2 separate regions of the Bombyx mori genome follow, and region 2 is linked to region 1. A link is a contact called in public Hi-C data. All regions are on one chromosome and are shown on one strand. Each heading gives the region's core, a stretch centred on a gene start, on an enhancer-like site or on the middle of the called end of the contact. The rest is flanking DNA. Distances are from core to core; before and after follow the strand shown.

Region 1 (3,078 bases), core at 413-2,912:
AAATTTAAGACAGAAGTTTTTTATATGTTTGGAAATGTCGGGATCTGGATGGCGTTTCCTTTGGGTTGGTAATCCTACTTTGTAATGTTTAGGGTTGCTCTAAATTGATTTTTGAGCTTTTCAAATAATTTGATAAGTATTATATAAGGTACATCGAGGATGTAGAAATCAAAAGTACAAAGGAAAATACTCAAATAATATCATAAACATTTAAAATTGAAATTGTCAAGATTCAGACTTCTCCATTTTCCTGAGCAAACGAGAATCATAACTGGTTTTATAGGAAAGTAAAGCGAATTTTGTGGAAGGTTTTTTATTTATTGCCCTTGTAGGCAGACAAGTATACGGCCCACCTGATAGTGAGTGGTTACTGTCGCTCATGGAATTCAGCAATGCCAGGGGCACAGCCAAGCCGCTGCCTACCGTTAAGTACTCTCTACAAGCCTCGTTTGAAGAAGGATATGTCATAGCGCTCGTATAACACCGTGGAGGGGAGCTCATTCCAAAGTTGGATGGTACGTGGCAAAAAGATCTCTGGAAACGCACTGGAAAATCACTGTGGATGAACGCAGTGGCTCCAGGTAGTATGGATGAACTCTACTCCGGTGGGCGGGCGGTTTGATGGTAAAAACGACATGGTAGTCAAGCAATTCCTCAGAGCACTCCCCATGGAACATACGGTACAAAATACAGAGGGAACCGAAGTTCCTTTGCAGACCCAGAGGCTCCAAACGATCCGTGAGAATGGGATGATCGACAATCCGAACGGCCCTCTTTTGTATGGAGTCAAATTGAAGAAGCTGGTATTGGGGAGCCCCGGTCCAGAGATGGGAACAGTACTCCACGCGAGGCTGGACTTGCGCTTTAAAAAGCAAAAGTCTGTCCAGGCGTGAAGTACCGTTTCGCTCTGTTGAGGACTCCCAGCATTTTGGACGCCAACTTGAATTTGCCTTCCAAATGACTCCGAAATTTGATTATATTCATTCAGGTGTATTCATAACAATCGCTATATAATATGTATACAGCGATTTTTCAAGAGAAGACATTTTTCAAGAGAAAATTAGCAATGTATAACAAAAAAAAACATTTGAATTATATTTCGCATAGGTAGCAAGCCAATCAGCCGGTAGAAATATTTTGTATTTTAGCCAACACGCCTCACGGCAACTTGTTCCTCGTCTACAAAACAAGTTATCGAATGATGTCATCTTGTTGAATATGGTTATCAGTCACCGTATTGATATCGATTGCCTTTTTCGTGTTTTCGGAGCAACGCCGACTTATGTAGGTGTCTCATAAAATTTGTATTATTCTATTTTAATGTATTATCTTTGTTACAGTTTAGACGTACATAACATTGTTTTTAACTACCTGTATTTTAAATGTTCTTATTGAGTTTTTTATGGTCAACTAGCTGACACGGTAGACTTCGTAGTGCCTCAATCGATAAATAAAAGAACTAAACTTTTGTATAAAATAAACTTAAAACTTGTTTTAGCGAGACTAACGAACAGCAATTCATTTTTACATATATAGATAATAAAGAAGGTAATGAAAATATTAAAATTATTCACAAACAATCGTCAAATCGGCAGCGTTACCATTTGAGTATTATTGTAGCGCTCCGAGTCGCTGCGGCGCCGGACCTTGACGTCATCCGCTCACCCGTCTACCACAGTTCCTAATAAAAGGGTGAACCCGACCCGCGTGTCGTGTTCACCTCGAACAAGCTCGGAAGCTTTCAATATTCGACGCCTACCGTTGCGTTGGTTCGATATTGGAGTTCGTCGGGTTGTTATTACTTTTTTTATAACATATTGCTTGTGACCGGTGAGGTGATGACTTGGTCCGTTTGTCCGTGGGTATGACGTACAGCAAACCTCTGATGACGAGCGAGAGGAAGCCGAGCTTCGAGTGTGCTTGGTTTTGCGATTGCTCGTCAACATTATTAGGTTTTTTTCTAAAGAAAAAAAACTACATTGTTTAATACTAGCAGCAAAGTAATTTTATATGTTCAATGTGCACAGGTTTAATATTATGTAGTTTTATTATGTAACTGTCCTTATTTCTTTACCGTTATATGCAGATGAGCATACGACGAATCCGATTGCGTGTGGTTACTGTCGCGTATGTACATCACCTATGTTAGGGGCATAAACAAGCCGCATTGAATTCAGGTTTTTTTTTTCAATGTATTATCGATACCTAGACTTTATTCTTAAAAGAGATTATTTGTTAAAGGAAGTCTATTCCAAAAATGGCCGTACCAATGTCTCTAATACCTAGGCTGCATTTGTAACAAATATCAGTTAGAAAAGAGTTATCATCGTCGATATCCAAACTTCTTAAACCTTCAAACTTCTTACTCCTATGGTAATGCCTAAAATAGTTTTTAGCGCTGTTGTAAATAATATTACACATTTTTTTAATAAATAAACTTATTATTTTCATAATAAACCCTTCCTGTGCTTCCTGTGATCTTTACACAGGGTGATGCGCGCACACTTGTGATGTTCTCTTCTTGTGCTTGAGTCGATGCTGATATTTCGGACAGATTTCAGACAATTCTTTGGTCCAAAACTACATCTCTAGTTTTGCTCACCAAATTCGTTGCGCAATAGGTCCATCGTTTCTTGTGCTGTATGATATTTGGCGACGTCTTGTTGATACCAAAACGTTGGAAATTATTGAACGATAGGGATCACCATCGACAATAACGTTGTTCTCATCATCATCTTTGATGAAGTAGGGGTCAATGAATCCTTCATATCATAAACCGCTTTAAACAGCGCTTTTTTCGGGATGATTCCCGATGATGGGATGATTTTCCGGGATGAAGATGATTCAGGAAAATTCAATGATTTGTAAGCGTTGTTCATTTGTAAATCTTTTCATAATGAAATGGCAATACTCATACAAACCAAACAGAAAATCACCCGTTATTACTTTAAAAAGAGAAGAGGACGAGAGATAACTTCCTTTTTATTTTCAATATTAAATTAATAAAATTACAAGTTACCTTAAAGTAAATCAGTCTAATGTCTATTGGCAGCAACTTAAAATTACCTGTATATTTAA
Region 2 (3,078 bases), core at 392-2,891, 47 kb before region 1:
TGTGGTCATTGGAAAATTTTACCATGTTAATTTCTAACATTTTGTTTTTAACGACGGCTTACGTTGACACACAATATATACCTAAAGATCTTACGTTAACTTTCTAATAATATGAACTAAAACTTATAAATAGATGGGGAAGTTTACTGGTGGTAGGACCTCTTGTGAGTCCGCGCGGGTAGGTACCACCGCCCTGCCTATTTCTGCCGTGAAGCAGTGGTGCGTTTCGGTTTGAAGGGTGGAGCAGCCGTTGTAACTATACTGAGATCTTAGAACTTATATCTCAAGGTGGGTGGCGCATTTGCGTTGTAGATGTCCATGGGCTACAGTAACCACTTGGCACCAGGTGGGCTGTGAGCTCGTCCATCCACCTGAGCAATAAAAAAAAAAGAAAAAAACAAAGGTATTTTAAAATCAATACTAAAAATAGGCATAATATGACAAAGACAAATGATATAGATAAATGTCAATGTAAACTAACACGTGTCATATTTCAGTGATGCACTCATTTCTACCAGTTTTCGTACATATATTTTTTTTATCTTACGTAGGTCGTCTCGTTCCTGATTTCCCGAGGACCCCGACAATCTCTTTGTGTACGACCTCATTCCGCTTTGAATGCTCGCCTTTAATAGAGAGATGGCTTGTCGCTGACGGATCAACATCTGCAGATGTTCCTCGCTTGCTTAGAATTTTATGATGATGTGTGAGAATGTTAATTTACTCGCTATACTAGTCGAAGGTACAGTTTCTTTGTTTTTTCGGTAATCTGCCAAGTATTTGTTGCAAGGAACCTCTTATTCTGTTCATTCCTTATGATTGTTTTTTTTTTTATTCTTAGATGGGTTAACGAGCTCACAGCTCACCTGGTGCTAAGTTATTACTGGAGCCCATAGACATCTATAACGTAAATGTGCCACCCACCTGGAAATATAAGTTCTAAGGTTTCAAGTATAGTTACAACGGCTGCCCCACCCTTCATACCGAAACGCATTGCTGCTTCACGCCAGAAATAGGCAGGGTGGTGTTAACTACCCGTGTGGACTCACAAGAGATCTTACCACCAGTCATTACGCAAATTATAATTTTGCCGGTTTGATTTTTATTAGACGATGTTATTCCATTACCGTGGAAGTCAATCTCGTGAACATTTGTTGAGTACATATTTCATTAGAAAAATTGGTATCCGCCTGGGATACGAACCCCGGTGCGTCGCTCAATACGAATGCACGGAACGTCTTATCCTTTAAACCACGACGACTTTTGTGCACAAGTAGCGGTTTTTCTTTTCATGGATTGACCACCTGGAGTCGATAACCGTGGTGTGCTAATGTAATCTCCAGGGCGCGATTACTATAATGATAAAAGGACGATGGGACTTGTCCGGGGATATATATCTATATCCTTCCACGACTATTGGGATACTTGAGGTCGATATTTCTAGCGATGTCCATTAAAGGAGTCATAGAGGGACAAGGCCAACTTGGCGTCCAAAGTGATGGGAGTCCTCAACAGAGCGAAGCGGTACTTCACGCCTGGACAAAAACTTTTGCTTTATAAAGTGCATGTCTGACCACGGGTGGAGTACTGCTCTGGGCCGGGACCTCCAAATACCAGCTAGGTACTTCTATTTGACTCCATACAGAAGAGGGCCGTTCGGATGGCCGATAATCCCATTCTTGCGATCGTTTGGAACCTCTGGGTCTGTAGAGGAACTTCGGCTCTCGCTTTACAAAATTCCTTTGTACCGTATGTTCCATGGGGATTGCTTTGCGGTGATCCTGTCATCTCGTTTTTACCATCGCACCCCCCGCCACGAGAGTAAAGTTTATCCATTATACCTAAAACCACTGCGTTCATCCACAGTGTGTTTCCAAAGATCTTTTTTGCCACGTACCATTCGACTTTCGAATTGAGCTCCTCTCTACCGTGTTTCCCGAGCGCTATGACATGTCCTTCTTCAAACGAGGCTTGTGGAGAGTACTTAAAGGTAGCGACCACGAGCTAGGGTAACCATTAGGCCGTATCCTCGTCGGCTTACAAGGATAAAAAAGTAAAAAATTCAAAAAATAATGCCCTTTAATTTCGGTTAGTTTCTGTTAACGGACGTTGTCGTTTCTATTTGAGCTCTAACCCTTGCGGCTTTTAACACGTATCTGGTAGGTAGGTCAAATCGCCACTCCCTGAGGTTCATAAGCCATGACGGCGGTTATCGATTTTCCAAACAACTTTTCTAATAATGACGTAATGAAATTTTGTTTGCGAATTATTTTCGAATAATATTCTTATTGCTGCATTCCGTTATAAAAGTTATTTTATTATTAATCGAACACTTGAAATACAGGAAGTATATAGCGGAAGCTTATATACAGTGGACGTTTTGCGACATAATATGATGACGATGTACATAAGATTCTTAACAATTAATAAAGAATATCACAACAGCTGTGTATGTTCATAGTAACATGTGTAACAGTTCTGTTACGACTATTATCTTTCACATAAATTATAATATTTTATAAAGTATGTAGTTTTAAAATAAATAAACTGGTTCCAAATATATATATCGTCATATTTTGAACAAGTATAATTATTTTAAAACTAGTATGTTTCTTGATTCATCATTTAAAACGACAGCTTCCTCAATCGCGTCGGTTATTAAGAAGTAATGTCGATAATACTATGATTTCTTGTGTAAGGGCGAGATTGTTTTTACCTCAAGACTTATGGAACAATTATTTATTACTCATTGCTTATGTATTGTTTTGTTCATTTTAATCGATCTGATTACTTTAATTATTGCGGCGTGGAATAATTACGATTTCGATTACAGATGAAAAAACTGCTTTTATAATAAATCTCATATACTAGCATAGCTATGTATCTCATACATTTCTAATGGTCTGTTAAAAATTAGGGCTCGTCAGTATACTTCGCGTTTCGTTATTAACATGACTAAGAAAACCAACTGTTTTGGACCTCGAACCTCCGACCGCGGTAAAGAGTTAATTAAAGTGCAAAATGGAAACCTATAGTTACACACTTCTATATAGTATATGTAGTTATATACTTCTGACT

What was found. A called contact is a pair of places that touch in the nucleus more often than the background predicts.
Region 2: a contact with region 1 is called in a Hi-C map of midgut, with 2.0 times the contacts expected there. The contact joins two enhancer-like sites. A contact is called at or near these places in 2 of 7 Hi-C or Micro-C datasets (midgut and whole pupa).

What each region holds. Positions count from the first base shown.
Region 1 is chr5:15,181,400-15,184,477 of ASM3026992v2, reverse strand. The region is part of intron 2 of LOC101743647 (kinesin-like protein KIF13B); the gene reads left to right. Among protein-coding and RNA genes, the nearest start is that of LOC101743647, 57 kb to the left of the region's middle. Within about 2 kb of position 1,662, at least 7 of the 8 cell types and tissues checked have open chromatin away from gene starts, as enhancers often do.
Region 2 is chr5:15,228,679-15,231,756 of ASM3026992v2, reverse strand. The region is part of intron 2 of LOC101743647 (kinesin-like protein KIF13B); the gene reads left to right. Among protein-coding and RNA genes, the nearest start is that of LOC101743647, 9.9 kb to the left of the region's middle. Within about 2 kb of position 1,641, at least 2 of the 8 cell types and tissues checked have open chromatin away from gene starts, as enhancers often do.